2 separate regions of the Sus scrofa genome follow, and region 1 is linked to region 2. Evidence: chromatin contacts called from public Hi-C data. All regions are on one chromosome and are shown on one strand. The core of a region is the stretch at or near the end of the contact, and the rest is flanking DNA. Distances in the headings are between cores, read along the strand shown.

What was found. Hi-C and Micro-C count contacts between places; a contact is called where the count stands out from the background.
Region 1: a Hi-C map of liver shows a contact between it and region 2, with 4 times the contacts expected there. The contact joins two enhancer-like sites. A contact is called at or near these places in 1 of 47 Hi-C or Micro-C datasets (liver) and 1 of 2 datasets of contacts at active chromatin or transcription factors (skeletal muscle).

What each region holds. Positions count from the first base shown.
Region 1 is chr15:136,754,100-136,759,283 of Sscrofa11.1, reverse strand. No RefSeq gene overlaps it. Among named protein-coding and RNA genes, the nearest start is that of COPS8, 72 kb to the left of the region's middle. Within about 2 kb of position 2,738, at least 7 of the 83 cell types and tissues checked have an H3K27ac peak or open chromatin away from gene starts, as enhancers often do. A contact at or near this core is called in liver, where this site is marked.
Region 2 is chr15:136,608,325-136,613,181 of Sscrofa11.1, reverse strand. No RefSeq gene overlaps it. Among named protein-coding and RNA genes, the nearest start is that of COPS8, 220 kb to the left of the region's middle. Within about 2 kb of position 2,686, at least 3 of the 83 cell types and tissues checked have an H3K27ac peak or open chromatin away from gene starts, as enhancers often do. A contact at or near this core is called in liver, where this site is marked.

The DNA of each region.
Region 1 (5,184 bases), core at 1,489-3,988, 150 kb before region 2:
TTTGAGGACTCTGTCCTGAATCCCCCAAAGCGAATATGATGGACTGTGACAGCATCTTCTCAAGAAGGCCTCAAAACACATGTCTACACTGCAAACAAACTATGGATACCTGTAAAAAACTTTCAATAGAAAAAAGTGAGCCCAGGGAGTTCCCTTCATGGCTCAGTGGTTAATGAACCAGACTAGGATCCATGAGGTTGCCAGTTTGATCCCTGGCCTTACTCAGTGGGTTAAGGATCTGGCGTTGCTGTGAGGCTGTGGTGTAGGCTGCAGATGCAGCTTGGATCTGGTGTGGCTGTGGCTGTGGTGTAGGTCAGTAGCTGTAGCTCCAGTTTGACCCCTGGCCTTTAGGGCCACATCCATATGCCATGGGTGTGGCCCTAAAAAGCAAAAAAAAAAAAAAAAGACCCTAAATGCTATTTACTTATCCCTATGTTCAGAGCCTTTCTGTTTGATTCACCGCATTGAAGTGTTCATTCTATAAATGGTATGTTCCATCAAAACTTGCAGTAAAGTGTTCCATTTTGCTCTACAGGAACATGAACTTAGGTGGAGATGCCTGGGCAGCGGCCACAGCCTCCGGGGCTGCTGGGAACCAGGAATCCTGTCCCATCTGACCGATGACGTGAAGGAGAGTGTGATAAAGCCGAAGACTTAAGGATTTCACAGGGTTCCCACTCCTTACTTTTAACTGTGCTATAAAAATTCATTTCCTGACTGGAACTTGGCTCCAAAGGTTGAAGCTGGGAAGGCAAACGTCACGCTGAGCCAAATTTCCCCCCAAGTGGAAAATAACATTCTATTTGATGTTGCAGAGTGGTCTCTGACCGCAAGAGAGGGTGAGAAGAAAGAAAACTCTTTCAAGTAAATGAAAGTAAGACTTCAGTTTTCACTTGGAATTCCTAGAGCCCTCTTTTGATGTTTAAAAATTGCCTGCCAAGATCGCATGGTTTATTTGCAGGTAACGGACATCTTCCTTCTGGCTTGGACGTTTAAGAGCGTCTAGCCCTGACAGACAGACTCTATAAAAGAACCCCAGTATGGGAGTGTAGATTATTTTATAAAATATGGGGACCCCACTATTTTCTTACTTAGAGTGGTTGTGCTATCTGGCAATATCCCGTCCGCCCTGAACTCCCTTCTCTCCTCCGCATCATACACCTCTCCCCCGGGGAGCAAAGTGACGCTGGGTGTAGCTTCCTGTTCTCTGCTCTGGTGGTTCAGGGGTGGAGGTGAATTCTGACCGCCATGATTCTGTGCCCACGTAATTGGTTCCTTTTATATTCTGTTATACCTTTGCCCTGAGTTTCTACCTGGTCTTTTCACAGTTGTGCTTAAATACCGCGTACTATTCCATCAAATTCAAGTGTCCAAATTTACTTCTCTATGTCTCTGTTATTTTATATTGAAGGTTTTTCTTCCTAACAGATGTTATGTCAGTAATTACCTTCTTAAATTAAGTTTCTATCTTCTCTTTAACCATTTCCTTTAACATTCCTTCCAGATAAATTTCCGTCGTGGGAAGAAATTAGGTTAAAAAAATGTATTTGCCATACTATAGTCATCCACAAGGGGTTTGGATTAATTTACAAATGAATACAATTAACTGCGCTTTACACACACATGTGTGTATTAGTTTAATCTCAATGTCACCAGCAACAGATGTTATTATTCACCCTATTTTTCTAATTTAAGTTTAAAGCTGTACTTCGCAGTTGCTTTTATATTTCTTTCTTTCTCAAGTGTTGGTTTCTTATTTTTACTTTCTTTTATGAGCATATATTTTTGTACTTGGCCTTGACGCATTTCTTTTGAGGGTCTTTAAATCCTTCCAAATATTTATGAGTATATTCAAAGGACATTATCACTATTATCTTATTTGTTGACATAATTCATGCAAATGTTTTATCTAATGTTTCGCTATACATTTTTCTCTAGTCCTTTTATGTTAAGCAATATAGTAAAAATTGAAAAATTGAATTGTTCATCAGCTTACTTCTTGCCTCCTTTAAAGTGGAAAAAAGTATGTTATTTATCATTTCTTCAAAAGGGGGGTGTTTTCTGCTGATTTTTCTTTATGGATATGCGTGTAATGATCAAACAACCTTCTTTACTCAAGGATTATGGTGTAAAGATAGCTATAAATTAGTTTTTCTCCAAATTGCTACCAGATTATCCCAGTGCTTGCTTGCTTGCTTGCTTTTGCTTTTTAGGGCTGCACCTGCAGCATATGGAAGTTTCCGGGCTAAGGGTTCAATCAGAGCTACCACTGCCAGCCTACACAACAGCCACAGCAACATAGGATCCGATCCACATCTGTAATCTACACCACAGCTCTCGGAATGCCGGTTCCTCAAGCCACTGAGTGAGGCCAGGGATCGAACCTGTGTCCTCATGGATATGAGTTGGGTTTGTTACTGCTGAGCCACAGTGGGAACTCCCCCAGTGCTGTTTAAATGGCAGTTCAGCCCAACCCATTTGTTCTCAGAGGATTATACAACGATATATTATCCTGGGCCAGGGCTGCTAAGCATAGTCTACCTATCCATCTTGCTTCTCTTTCCTAACAATTCCACTTGGCTTCTATTACCGTTCCAAGAGTTAATACTTTGTTATCTAAAAAGGCGAGGCTTCGATTCATTTCCTCTACTTAAGAAATTCACACAGGGAAGGCTCCAGGTTCTGTGAAACAGGAAGCTTACGCAATTTGGGGACCATCTCAAGAAAAACAAGACAAAATGATCAGCTCACAATGTGCAAGCTCCCTTTGTGAAGGCCCAGAGAAAAGGAGGAGCCCTGAGTGTTTGTCCTCCTTAGCTTCGTGGGAAGCCCCCACCCCCGCCTACGTTACTCTGCTGAATGAGTTTATCGTCACGCAGCTTAGTTACAGGAAAAAGGCAGGAATGACATATACGCACTACGCTGCTGAGTATCACATGGATAATTAACAAGGACTTACTGTAGAGCTCAGGGAAACGTACTCAACAGTCAGTAATAACCTACACGGGAAAAAGAATGGGAGTTCCTGCTGTGGCTCAGCGGGTTGAGAACACCACATGATGTCTGTAGGGACGCGGGTTTGATCCTTGGCCTCGCTCAGTGACTTAAGGATCCAGTGTTGCCACAAGCTGCGGTGTAGGTCCAAGATGTGGCTCAGATCTGGTGTTACTGTGACTGTGGCAAAAGCCTCAGCTGCGGCTCCAATCTGTATTTCGACTCCTAACCTGGGACCTTCCATGTGTTGGAGGAGCAGTCCTAAAAAAAAAAAAAAAAAATGGATAAATGCATAACCGATTCACTTTGCTGAGCACCTGAAACTATACAACATTGTAAGTCAGCCATACACCAATAAAATTTTTTAAAAGGACTCTGTATATACTTTAAATGGATTGGAATCATATTATGTCTGTAAAATAGAGCACAATATTTCTCCACTAAATTTTTCTTCTTTTTTTCAACCACAAAATAAGGCCTTCTAGTTTTGCTCATTCATCTGGTAACAATTTACAGAGTGTCTCTTTGGTAATTTTGCAGGGTAGTTTTTTATGATGGTGTCACGTGTACACAATTGGACTTCTTATCGTTTCAAATCCTTGAGTCTTCTGTGAATAGGATCTTGAATTCCAAAACGGATGTATTTGTTTGTTTTCTATGTTTTCATGACTAATGACTTTGGTACTTTCTCTCCGCTGTATATTTCTCTTATATCTGATTCCTTGCAAAGGTCTTTGTATTAATCTTTAGATTTTCAATAACTTTTTTTTTTAAGACATTTTTAGGAGCAGAGTTAGATCTTCTTCAATTAATCAGATTTAAAGAATCAAAGTTGAAATGTGGCTGTTCCCTGCTCAAAACTCCCCACAGTTCCTCGGGGTGTGCCCGGCAGCCTGGTTGCCGAGGCTTGAGGAGAGTCCCTTCTGAAATCGCTGGGTGGACGGCACACGCCACTCTGGGACTGTCATCAGCTTCTGAAGCCAGTCCAGCCCAGACCACTGTCCCGCCTGCTCGAGCGCCCTGGGCAGCTCATTTACTATCTGGCGCATCCACCTTCAGATGTCATGAGAATCTCAAGACGTGGTTATCATAGAGCTGAAAGTTTAGTGTGAGCCTTTCATGATCTCATTTAATCCTCATTCCATCTTGCAGGACTTGCAACCGTTGGTACCCATATTTGACCACTCAGGAAATAGAACTTCAGAGAGACTAAATAAATTAACCGCCTCCGTGGTACGTGATAGGAACTAAGTCTGAATCTCAGTAGCCCCCAAGGATGGGCAACATCCTACACTCCCTCCTGAAGTCCCCCGTGTGGGCTCTTCTGCGCAGCCCGTGGGAGGGGGCCAGTTCTTTTGGGTTCGGAGTTCACAGGAGTGAGATGGATATATTGGACTTGCAGAGTCTGGTGACAGCATTTCTTAAGATCACCCAGGCAACCCTAAATCTCTGGCGGTTCCTCCTCCCCAATGGGTCAACAATAGACATTTTGTTTTCCAAAGAGGTTTATCAGCTTTCCACTGGAGCAGAGCCTGCTTTGCTGTCCTGATGCGCTGAATGCCATGTCCCTCCAAGGTCAGGGTTCACAAGAGCGCTACTACTGGGTCTGGGCTGGATCGTTTTGTGCTGGGCGGAGGGGGGTCTGCACACTCTAGGATGCTCAACAGCATCCCTGGCCTCCACATCCTAGTTGCCAGCAGCCCCCTGCCCCTCAGCAGCATCAACCAAAAATGTCTCCATGTCCTGCCAGGCGTGCTCAGGGGCAGAGTTGCTCCTGGTGGAGCACACTGAGTTAGAGCACACTGCCAATCCACAGCAGCCATCAGTGTGTCTGCTAAGCCTGGACCCCGGCGTCAGTCTCTCCAGCCCTGGATGAAGGGATAAACTTTGGATTCCTAAATTGCACATGAGGCTGAAGCTTAGGGACTGTGCCCCAGTGGGGGCACCAGGAGGAAAGAGATGGCCCACTAGAACGGGGTGACTGAGGGGAGCTTAAGGATTTTCGGAAGAGCATCAGCAGGGCCGAGGAAACCAGTGAGGACCTGGCAGTGGCCAGAGGCTTCCATCATTCCTACCCTGAAGGGGCCAATGACTAAGCAGTTTCCTGAACCTGGACAGGTGTCTGGAAAGGCTGCCTGGGCTGGGCTGTGGGGGTCAGGACAGGGGCCACCTGACATGGAGGCCACTCCT
Region 2 (4,857 bases), core at 1,437-3,936:
AGCAGAATTCAGGTGACACAGTTGCCAACAGGCACCAGGAGAGCTGGCTCTTTGGTTGAAAAAAATAAAATCAATAAATAAGATCACAGATCTTCACTTTAAATCATTCCCCAATAAATTTTAGAGAAATCAATGAGTTGATAGACAAAACAGGAAATACGTGAAAATTGATCTCATCTCTGTCTGAAGAAGCGCCTTCTAACCAAATAGATGGCTGATATGAATTATCCCAAATATACACAAAGGCAGAAAGAGAACCAGCAAAATGTGATATCAAAAATTACTGCAGGTGTTTCCACAAAGCGTGACAAACAGCGTGGACCCCTGGGCAACCCGTGCCAGAATCAGAGTAAAGTTGGAGCTGGGTCTTGAAGAACCGGCCAGATTTAGGGCGGGAGGCCCAGGTGACCAGGGGAGGCAGGACAAGGGGCCCACCAGGCCTTGGGATGGCCTGGCTTGATGATCAGGTTACAAAAGTCCTGCCTAAACAAAGGCCACCTGGGCAAGTGACACCACCTGCCTACCTTCATCTCGTGACTGTCAACGCGGATATTTGCAGCCTCTTAGAAAACAAATGTCATCACTCAGGCAAACAATACCTCTTCTGCAGGGCGAGCAGGCCTGATCCAAATGCCTGACCAGGATCCTGCCTTTGGTAAAATCACCCCCTTGGGAAAAGGAGCCAGGGAGTTGGAAGTGCTTGTGTAACAGAACTGGCTTTTTCTGTTATTTCTACCACCCCCCCCACCCCACCCCCGCAAACAGGTCCCAAGAGCAGCGTTTTGCAGAGGGAATCCGGGAGGGGCCTTCAAATGCAAATCTCTGCCCCCAGAGAAGAAAAACACTTAAAAAAAAAAGCCAGCAGAGACAGCAGATTCCTACCAGGCTCCCCGTTACCTCCCCCTGGAAGGTATTTCAAAGAAGCCATTCAATCCATCTTTAAATACAAATGGGTTTTGTTTCATCTTCAACAAATTCTTTTGAACCATGGGCACCCAGAGCAGAGTGCCTAATTTATAGCGCCTACGTTATGTCCACATTTTTAAGAGGCATTTTCTTTCCTGACCGTCAAGAAAGAAACTAGACACTTAGACAAAAAAGTTAAAAAAATATCCTTCTGGTAATTACAACCTTGTTTTGTTTTTTTCTTGAGTTGTCTTGGCTAAGAGGAGCGGGGAGACTGGGAAGGGTGGTGCCTACCCAGCGCAGACATGCTCAAAGCCCTCCCCGCAAAATCAGGCAGAGAGATGCTTTTTCCTAGTGACAAATCCTAGATTCAAAATGATACCATCAGGAGTTCCTGTCGTGGCGCAGAGGAAATGAATCCAACGAGGAACCATGAGGTTGCAGGTTTGATAAAGGAAAAAAAAAAAAAAAAGATACTATCAATGTCTATCAAGCTTGAGATTCAAGGTCAAATATAATGAGCCTCACGCACATCCACACTCAGGATTTCCTTGGACCTTCTGCCGAGTGGAAGGCCTGCACAATCTCTGTTTCCTGGAGCCCTGATTTGAAAGATCTGAGTTGTACTCACAGACTCTCACCACAGTGGAGTGGTTTTCCTCCTTTTAATTCTGGACCGTCTTTGTTTACCAAGCTGATTAAAGGTATTGCTTTCCAGTGCATCTGTTCTTGGGTGGGGACCCATGCCACCGAAAGGTGCTGTTTAGCCAGAAGGGGGACACGGATTTGCGTTTTACGATGTAGGCAGCCAGAGGGATACAGACACCTGAGACAAAGCTGAGAACTCATTAGCATTTGAAAGAAACCCACAGAGGCTCCAAGTTGCAAGGCTTTGGCTTGATGCTTTTGTTCTGCGAAAGTCTAACGAAGGATATCTCTTTTCTCCTTCCTGGGGAGTGAATGTGGAGAGATACAAGAGCTTCCCTTTGTAACGTGCAGGAATCAGCTAGACCCTGCAGTTACTGATGCGTGGGTGGGTTAGATGGATAAGCCCTGAGGTCCTACTGTACAGCACAGGGAACTCTATCCAGTCTCTTGGGATAGACCACGATGGCATGATGGAAGACAGTATGAGAAAGAGAATATATTATATATGAATATGTATATATATACACGAATATGCATATATATGAATATGTATGTGTGTGTGTGTGTGTGTATATATATATATATATATATATATATGAATGACTGGGTCACTATGCTGTACAGCAGAAATTGGCACAACATTGTAAACTATAATTTTTTTTTGGTGTTTTAGGCATATGGAAGTTCCCAGGCTAGGGGTCGAACCTGACCTACAGCTGCGGGCCTACACCGCAGCCACAGCAACACCAGATTCCAGCCATGTCTGAGTACGACGCGACAGCTCACGACAACGCCAGATCCTCAACCCACCGAGCAGGGCCAGGGATTGACCCCGCCTCCTCATGGATACTAGTCAGATGCGTTACTGCTGAGCCACAATGGGAACGCCACATTGTAAACTATACTTTAGTTTTAAAACTTTTAAAAATCTGAGTCTGGGGGCAGAAGAAATCAGAGACGACAAGGACTTAAACATTCTGCTTTCAGGGCCCCCAGGCTCAGCCAGGTCTACTCGGAGCCGGCCCTCCTGCCCCATCCTGGCCAGGTCCCCTGCGCTCTTCCTGGCTCTGCATCCGGTTGATTTCCTCTGCGATACACGTCTTTGGAACGTGCATGAGTAGACACTGGTCCATCAGCATCACTAGACAGGGATTAGGGCAAGGATGCTCTGTGTGTTCACTTCTGCACACCCAGCACCTTGGACAGGGGGACCGCAGTCAACACTCAGTAACTATGGAAACAGTGACATCCTCCTGAAGACAAGAGTGTCTTGAGGACTCTGCCCTTTGTTCAGAAGGACACGCTTCTTTTTCTTTTGTCTTTCTATATACTTCTTTTTCCCTAAATACATGTAAACACTTCTCTTTAAGAGAAGGAAGGAAGCTGGGGGGGAGAGGAAGGAGGGAGGAAGGAAGGGAGGGGAGGAAGGAACACAATGACGAGCAAGAAAAAAAAGACACAAAAAAAGAAAAAGAAAAAACAATCAGAAAATGTCTTCGATTCTCTCTCCCCACCTAGGTTATTTCACTATCAAACTTCTTGAAAGATCAGGCAGCCCCTGTTTCCGCTTTTCTGACCTCCGTTTGTCCTTCAGCCTCTGCACTCTCAGTTCCCTGGTCCTCCACTAAAACAGCCCCCCTGAATCGCCTGTGACTTCCACTCCGACCACGTGCCTCCTGCGTCCAGAAATGGTCAGATAACCCTCGACGGGCCTCTGGGACAAGGCGCCCGTGTCATTTTCCTCTTTCCCGTGGCCAGGCCTGGAGAAGCGGGTACCCACAGCAATTCCTTCCTCCTCTTCCTCACAGCTGCGCTGCATCTGGTCCATCCCCGGCACCCCTCCCCACCCACTGCGAACCCAGCAGAGGGGCTGGCCTTCCATAGCACAGAAACGATGGAGACCCTCAAGCACAAAGAGCTCAATTCCCCAGCATGTTCCCCCCAGAACTACAGCCCCCTTCCCCCGTTACTGCTGCACAAAGTACTTAGTGGAGTCAAACTACAAACTCCCCACACTGGGGAATCAGGAACTGCTTAGCAGACAGAGTTCTGGCTCCTGGGTCTGTCCTGAGTCAAGGTGTCAGCTGGGGCTGAAGGTCCCTGAAGGCTGGCCTGGAGCTGGAGGATCCCTTTCCAGGATGCCCTACTCACAGGGTGACAGTATGAGCCATCTGGGTCTCGGCACGCGGACCTGGCCACACAGCTGCTTGAGTGTCCTCCCAACATGACAGCTGGCTTCCCCAGAGAGTGACCAAGAGAGCAAGGGGGGAGCCACGCTGCCTTGTGTGATGCAGGAACCCCACCATCAGTCCCCTAACATCCTGAAGACACATGGGTCAGCCCTACTCAGTGTCCGGGAGGATTACAGCCAAGTGGGATCAGCAGGAGGCAGGACTGCAGGGAAGCCATTTGAAGGTTGGCTGCCACATGAACTGTCGCCTGCCTGGCTCTGCCAGAGACCCAGGTTCCCCCTTTATCTTTAATCTCTCCAGGGCTGCCGGCTTATTTGCCTAAACAAATAAGAACGTTCAAATATCATCTGGACCAAAACACAAAAGAAAACCTTCTTTCCATTTGTCTGATGTCACAGAGGTTCTTGAAAAAGCCGTCAATCAGGGAGTGCCTGCCATGGCACAGTGGGTTAAGAATCCGACTGGAGCAGCTTGGGTCAATGCGGAGGCACGGATTTGATCCCAGCACAGTGGGTTAAAGGATCCCACATTGCTGCAGCTGCCACTCAGGTTTGATCCCTGGCCTGGGAACTTCCACATGCCATGGCCGTGGCAAAAATAATACTTTCGTAAGCCACTAACTTAGGTGTGCAGACATTCCCGCATCTGGACTGTGTCCTCTGGGCCCTTGCTGCTACCCAAAGGTGTCCAAATACTTCATCTACTCACTGCCGAGTAAGCTCAGCCACTTCAGTGACTTATTGGAAATGTGAGATGAAACTCAGCCAAGCTCAAGATCCCCTCCCTCTTCGTCCAAGGTTACACCTGGGTTCAGACACCTGCACATGCTCATAACATAAGGACCAACTTGTGATTCTTGGCCAGTATCTGTCCACATGGCTTCCGCTTGTCCCTCACCCTCAGCCATGGTCACCTGCTGAGGGTCACCCACTAAAATATGACCCTCCAGGCTGCTCTCGGGGCATCACTAGCCTTCAGTGCCGGCGTCAGGTACAGGGACCTTGGATCCATGTCCTAATCCGGCCTTCAGGTGGGAACCCTTATCCCGGACCTCACTGGCTTGCCAGCTGGCTCTTTCTCAGGACCTCTGCCACAGGAGGAGCCGCCAGCC